2 separate regions of the Mus musculus genome follow, and region 1 is linked to region 2. The links are chromatin contacts, called in public Hi-C maps. All regions are on one chromosome and are shown on one strand. Each heading gives the region's core, a stretch centred on a gene start, on an enhancer-like site or on the middle of the called end of the contact. The rest is flanking DNA. Distances are from core to core; before and after follow the strand shown.

What was found. A called contact is a pair of places that touch in the nucleus more often than the background predicts.
Region 1: a contact with region 2 is called in a Hi-C map of muscle stem cells, with 2.1 times the contacts expected there. The contact joins two enhancer-like sites. A contact is called at or near these places in 3 of 484 Hi-C or Micro-C datasets (cranial neural crest, embryonic stem cells and muscle stem cells) and 2 of 115 datasets of contacts at active chromatin or transcription factors (embryonic stem cells and pancreatic cancer cells).

The regions. Positions count from the first base shown.
Region 1 is chr11:88,648,752-88,652,308 of GRCm38.p6, reverse strand. All of the region lies in intron 5 of Msi2 (musashi RNA-binding protein 2), which reads left to right. Among named protein-coding and RNA genes, the nearest start is that of 0610039H22Rik, 31 kb to the right of the region's middle. Within about 2 kb of position 1,773, at least 32 of the 459 cell types and tissues checked have an H3K27ac peak or open chromatin away from gene starts, as enhancers often do. A contact at or near this core is called in muscle stem cells, where this site is marked.
Region 2 is chr11:88,486,945-88,490,625 of GRCm38.p6, reverse strand. The region is part of intron 6 of Msi2 (musashi RNA-binding protein 2); the gene reads left to right. Among named protein-coding and RNA genes, the nearest start is that of 0610039H22Rik, 130 kb to the left of the region's middle. Within about 2 kb of position 2,200, at least 16 of the 459 cell types and tissues checked have an H3K27ac peak or open chromatin away from gene starts, as enhancers often do. A contact at or near this core is called in muscle stem cells, where this site is marked.

The DNA of each region.
Region 1 (3,557 bases), core at 524-3,023, 160 kb before region 2:
TTGTTTGTTTGTATGCTTAACTACTGTTCTTGGTGGTTAAGGTCAGCTCAGCTCTTCTCTTCTAGCTGGCTCCTCTGCCAAAGTTATAGAGATGGATGTCCATGACTGATCTTCTGACTGTCATAGGGATGTGGCACCCCATGTGTTGTATTTCTCTGGGCATATTTTGTCCATTTTTATGGTTATATCTGGCCCCTCCTACCCACATTTCCTTGAGAAGTCAGTGGGTGAATTACTAGATTTTCCTCTGAAATGGATGAACTCATAGACGACTGAATGTTATCATTCTAGAGCCTAGAGGCCTTGGAGGTGGGGCTACTCCAATCCCAGGCCTTCCCCTACAGAATCGAGCCCTCCTTTCCACCAGCTGGCTCTCTGCAGGAATACCGCAGGATCCCCAGAGCAGCCTGGGCCCCATTGAGTTTTCTTCTGTGGTTCACTGTGAGTGAAGCTCTGAGTGACTGCCTCCTGAGCTCTCAGCTTCGTGACCAATCCATCCTCAGCTTTGTGGAGCTTGAGGCTCTGAGGCATCATTCTTGTCCGTATATATACCTTTAAATAAAAAAAGCTGGGAGTAGTGGCTCATGTCTATAATCCCAGCAGCCCGGGAGTTAGAGGCAAGAGGGTATGTGAAACCCATTATAAGAAACAAATAACAAATGACAAAAAGCAAAAACAAACAAACAAAACCAAAAAAAAAAAAACCCTGGAAAAAAAGAGGAAGAAAAATATTTAAATCCATTTAAAGAAGATACATTAAAATATATTTCTACAAGAGCAAGATGTTTTCATAAATGTATACATATAAAACATTCATATTAGTGTAAATATATCTACATTTCATATTTATCATTCCCTTTGATGGAAGTATTCAAAATCACCCTTCCTAGCTTTTTCAGATACACAGGACATCATTATGTATCATTGTTTCTGTTTTAATATTTGTAAAGTCTGGGCGCATTTAATTAATATAAGTATTTGATACAGTGACTTGTCTAAGAATGGCAAATGAACGTTGGGCCTTCTGGTAGTGTTAATGTCCAGAACATTGAGGGAGCATTATAGGATCTATCTATTATTGAACTCCTCAGTGCCAGGAGTCAGAATGTGTGTTGGTTAGCTATTGTTGTGTAACAAAGAGTCTGGAGTTTGGTAACTTTAACTGGTGTACACTTTTTGCCTCATGCGGGCCTGTGGAATGGGCTTCTAGGCTGGATGGTTCTGGTTCAGGGGCACTCATGAGATGGGGGTCAAGCTAAGTCCTGGGCTTCTGTCAGCGGAGGGTGTGGCCGTATTAGAGGATCTGCTTCTGGAGCCCTCCACAGAGTCAAGGCAGACAATCCTCACAGTGTCCCAGCTATTGTCTCCAGAGCTTAGCAACTACCTCTCCCTCCAGCTCTTAAAACTGTTTTCTAGGCTTGACATTACAGACTGCCCGGTGAAGGATGCCAGGCTCAGAGAGACTGGTTAACTTACCTGAAGTTACCAGATACTGGGACTAGGACCCTGTCCCTGGTAAAACTGTCTAGTCCTGGGTTTCTTCTAGATATTCATAGCGGGTGATTGTCTCTTCTAAAACTGTGGTCTTGGAGTTGACCCCAGGAACCCTTTTTGGGTCAGTGTTTCCCTCCAATCTTCTGATGGACAGGAGTGCTCTTGAGTTTCTTTCTCAGCCTCATCCCTCATGGCTGGGCATCCCTGAGGTCAGACTGCTCCTTCGGGAAGGCCTGGTTTCTCTGTTGCTTGTTAGCCATGGGGCTCAGGGACTGTGAGGATCCCTGGCGGCTGTCATTGTTGTGTTTACCACCTTGGCAACAAGCTGCTGCTGCTGGCACTGTGGCCTAGAGTCCCCGGCCAGGCAACTTGGGTTGGGGGGCCCCCCACTCTGTGGCATGAGTTGGTCTGCGGCCAAGCCAGAACAGTGGCTCTTTCTTTTCTGAAGTAAAGGATTATTAATATGCTTTTCTAAATTAGAGAAGGCATGGCTGCTCCTGATAGATGATTCAAAAACATTTTAAAAAAATGCTAAAAAATTAATGTTTTCGGTATCTTAGCAGTTTTGTGTATTCATATGTGTGTGTGTATGTGTGTGTGTGTATGTATATATATATATATATATATATATATATATATATATATATACACATTTAAAAACAGAACTGGGGGGAAAAACCCCAGACTTGTATTTACACTGTGGTGTGTGTGTGTGTTCAGCTTCTTCATTTAACGGTACTTTGTAATAATTTCCATGTGTCACTAGGTGGTTGGTAACAACATGGCTTTTAATCGCTGTATAACATCCCATCATCTAAATGTGAAATATAGAGTTTAAATGCACCTCCCTGCCAAGGACAGGATGTGCTGTGATTTAATTCTGTATCGCACAAGAGAGCATAGAGAGGGATGCAGCTTACTGCCACAAGACCTGGGTTTGACTCCCAGTTCTGTGCCACTTGGATGCATTATTTAAATTTGGGACTTCTTTTCTATAATGTGGGGTGGGGCTGGCTTTACGATTGTGAGGATTAGTGAGATAATGAATATCTGTAAGGATGTTCCACAAGCTGTAGGCTCCATTATTTTTGTTGAAGACGCAGGCTCTGTTACTTCCATATTGGCGTCCCCAACAGACTTCTCACAGTTACTCCTTAGGAATCGGCTCCAGCGTATGTGCTCAGGACATCACCGTCTTTGGAAGATCTTTGGGAGGAGTTTGTGTGTATGTCACGAAAGCTGATGCATGTGTAAGTGCAGGGCTGTTGGATGGCTGAGAGTTGGGCGTGTCAGAGATGGCTTCGGCTGTGACGGTAAAAGAGACAAGGTTGGCCTGGGATCCCTGAGGACCGGGATTGGAGGGCAAGCACTAAGCAAGGAGCTGTGCTAAGGCCAGACGTTAACCAGGGCTTGGGGTCATAAGGGAGAAATTATTTCTGAAGAACAGTAGGTATCTTGAAGCTGTCTGTCTCTGGAATTCTCTAGAAGGAAAAACAAGAGAGGCCCTGTTCTGAGTGAGGTGAAGTGAGGGGTGGTTGTGGCCTGACTCCCCACTCTCGAGTCTGGATGTGTGAACTGACAGGTGGGGACCTGTAAACAGCTTTATTTTGATCCTCTTAGCCTCTGCCCTTGTCTGGTGTGTTCACAGTACCCGTGGCACCCTCTGCCTATGGTGTTCAAGAAGGAAGCATAGGAGGAATGGCTGAAGACAGGAGAGTGTCTGAAGGGAAAAAAATGACCATCCAAATCCAAGGCTCAAATTGTGATTCTTTTTTTTTTTTTTTTTTTTTCAAATTGTGATTCTTGAAGAAGGTTCGCAGCTAGGGACCCAGACGTCCAGTCTTGTTGTCTGGCTACATTTTGTTCCCTAAACAAGTGGGGATGGCTTGCCCACCTGTTGGGGACTGGGGAACCTGTTCACAAGGGCTATACAGCCTGCTGCTTGCAAGGTTGGGTACCAAGCAGGCTCTGCTGGAGGCGTCTCTCAGTAAACAGGAGCCTGTGGGCAGGCCTACTGGGAGGATGTGTCTCTGAGGTTCACTGGCAGTGAAATATGGGGCAAA
Region 2 (3,681 bases), core at 951-3,450:
TGACCTTCTCTGAACAGGAAGTCACTTTACCAAGTGATTGGACCCTTAGTTAGTCTTAGCTACGTTTGAACTTTGTTCTCAGCAACATTGTGGTAGCCATTATTTGAAGATGTTTGGGGAATTTTAAAGTGATGATGTAGAATGTCTTTAAAGATAGACATTCAGCACTGCCTTCATTTTGCTTATTTTAGACAAGGGGACAGCATTAGAACTGAGTAAACCATGGGATTGTTGACCCGGGACTCCGAGGTGACTTTGGGGCTAGATGCCAGGGTGATTGGCTGTTAGGTAGCCCAAGGGACAGGAAGCTAGAGCCAAGTTCCATTAAGACCCATAGAGGATTTGGGGATGAGCAGTCGCTCAGGTACCTGGAGCCACACAGTTCACAGAATTCTGCCTCCTGCCAAAAACTGGGCTGCAGCGCAGAGGAAGTTTCTATTTTGGGCATTTAAGTGCTTCTACTGCTGAGGTCAGACCTAGCAGCTCATCCCGGGAGGAGGGGAGAAGTGCTCTGACTCTTGAGAGCAGGGAAGGATGCAGATGTTCCTAGGAGAGAGGATGATCACACTGGAGTGGAGTCCAACCCCTGGGTCACCTCTGTGACCCCTAAGACTATATAAAGTGATGAAGGTTCCTCCCATCTCTCAGGTATACACTCCTCCCAAGATCTAGCTGAATTTATCAGAATAGCAAGCTGGTAGAGTGTCAGGAGGCCCTCTTAGAGCCTCTGGCAATATTCTCCTTTGCTCCCTGTAATCAAGGCAAGTGCATGGCTGTTAAATTCTAATGCGGGAGCCTGCCTTCCATCCAGCCCACAGAAAGGAAGGCACTGAGAGATCCCGAGATCTCAGAGTCATCCTGGCCCCTAGTTCCTTCCATTTATGCTCCTCAGCTAACTTCGTATTGGGCAGACAGAGGAACCTCAATAAACACTGGTTTAGTGACGAATTTGGCCACCTTGGCTAAGCTGTCATCTCCCTGTTTCCTCATCTGCCTCTTCCTGTCCTGTGCAGACTAGTGGGAGGCTTCCGCGCATAGAAGTCCCTTTCCGATGCAGACAGGCCCTGGTCCCACCATCGAGCCGTGTAGCTTTCCTCCCTGTTCTGCAGGCAGAAAGAAGTGGCACATGGCCCGAGGGATTGGCACTGCAGATTGGAACCTGGACTTCTCCAGCCTGAGAAACGCCGCTCCTCCCCCCTTTTCCCTTCCCCAAGTGGATAGCTGCAGCCACGCTTGTCACCGGCTGAGATTGCATTGGCCACAGGAGATGTGGATGAGTTTTCCATTTGGTCCTGATGTTTATTTCATGCCCATCAATATCAGCCTGTATTAGGACAGATGAGGTTCTTATTTACAGGCTGTGCATTTTCACACTTGGTAATTATAAACCCTTCCCCTGTTCGGTCAGAGTCGTGCAGATCCATTTTGGCAATTAGCAGTTTAGTATTTGTTTAATGGGAATGCAAGAGTCTGTTACGGCACATCAACGCTCCCCTAATGACGGCCTCTCTCCTCTGGAGCTGGCAGGTTTGGGCCTTTTTCACGGTAGGTGAGGCCTGATAGGGAGAGGTTAGAGACAGAGAGGAAGGAACATTGAGTAGCCTGCCTGCCACTCCCCTCCTCCAGAGCCCACTTGCATGCATGCATGCATGCATGCATGCTCACATGTACACACACACACACACACACACACACACACACACACACACACACACACACTCAGCAACCAGCCCTAAAAGTGGGTACTGGATTACCAGAGCACAACAGCCGCCACTCGAAGGAACGTCACACGAGAGGCCGTTAGGCCAGATGCCATTTCCATGTGACAGCTGTCAGCCTGCTGGATCCAACTGCTTCGCCTCCGACAGCTCATGCCCAGCCTCTCTCCCATCACCTCCCTTCCTTTTCACCTCTCCTCCGCGCCATGACTGAGGTCACCCGAGAGAGCAAGCTCCTCCTGCTCCTTTCCTGGGTGGTGCTGGGGACCAGGTCTTTGTCTGCCCAGCTGAAAGGGAGCTCTAACCTCAACCATAGCCTCAGAGGACAGACTCAGGCTCTTTCAAGATGGATCCTCCTGTGACTGTTCCCCCCCAAAGGGCACGCTGATCCCGTTAGTGGCTGTTCTTTGGTGTGACCCACTTTTCAGTGGGTATGTGTGTGTATTCATGTTCATGGTGCAGCAGAATTGCCCGGGAGGATATGAATTGGGTGTATTCTGAGCCAGGGACTCAGCAGCCAGTCATGCAAGCCTTCCTGCCAGCCCTAGGATGAGTAAGGCATGGTCTATATTCTTCATGCTCTAACTGTGCACTCAGAGTACCCTGTAGACTCTCATAGGCTGAGCCCTGGACTGACTTCCAGGACACCTGTCCAGTTCCAGCTCTTGCTCTGTGACTGTGGAGAAGCCTGCTGTTCAGCTTCTAGATTTGCCTGACTCAAAGAAAGAAACCCCTATGTCCTATCTCCTCAACTCTTCATTTGCTCCCCAATTTCCCACCCACCCACCCCCTTTAAGCTTACTTAATCATTTCGTACTGTTTGGAGAGCTTTGAAGGTCGTATTTGTTGGTTCATCTAGAAGACAGTAGCATTAACCTGAGCTCTAGGGACTTTAGAAAGTGGAACACAGTGAACAGAGAACTGAGGGGGACTCGTCCACTTTTAAAACCTGACTCCACTGTATCTTATGTGTGATATGCCGGGCAAGTTATTTAGTCTTAGCAATTCTAATTTCCTCACCTACAAAATGGGTATGATAGTATCTACCCAGAGCTACTTGCAAATTGCCCTTTAAGCTATAGTAAACGGTCACTATTCATCATTTTTTGATAGGGGCAGGGTGGGCATTTCGTAAGTAGAATCTGCATTCAGACCAACTGAGCAGGAGGCTTTGCTTGTAGGTAGGTACCCCACACTCTTCAGAGAGCCCCAACTCCCACAATTATCCGTTGGTTACATTTGTAACTCGTATCTGATGAACTTTGGGGTTCGGTTGTATTTAAGTTAAATGAGAAAGTGGAATGATTCCATAAGGGTTGAAAATGCAAAAATAAGAAAAATAGGACTGATAGAACACAGCCCTGCTTGGGAGGATAGAATATTCTAGCCAAAAGTCTTGAGAGCCTTTAAGGAAGAGTTCAGGAAATACACTTCGCACTTGTGAACTGAATGCTAAAGACGCGGTTAAAACGGCCCCGTTTATGTTACGTGTGCTTTACAACATTTTGGAAAAAGGATGTAGAAGAAACCCAACAGTCTCTTTTCCTGCCATTCAATGGAGGCATGAGCGTGACTCAAAATGAACAAGTTCTGGGGGCTGATGTTGGACTTCTGAGATGAAATGGGCAGTTTTTAACAGCAGTGGCTACAACAGAAGCCCTGGGGTACCTCCATTGCTGGAACCTTCCAGGGGTGGATGAATGCACGGAGAGGTAGCCAAGAGTTCTCTTGACTGCAGCTCTGTGGAAGGAGGCAGGAACCTACATGGGGAGAAGGGGCAGAGATGTGAACTTCCAGAGACCAGCATCCAAGTGATGGGCCCTTTCCAGTCTCAGGGTGAGCAGTGGGAAAGCTGGGGCTCAGAGAATAAATGACAATCTCTTTCTCATGTGTCACATGAAGGCCAAGGTTATAATAACACTGTAGAAATATTAAGTCGAAGGAGTAGTAGTTTCATTTAGGT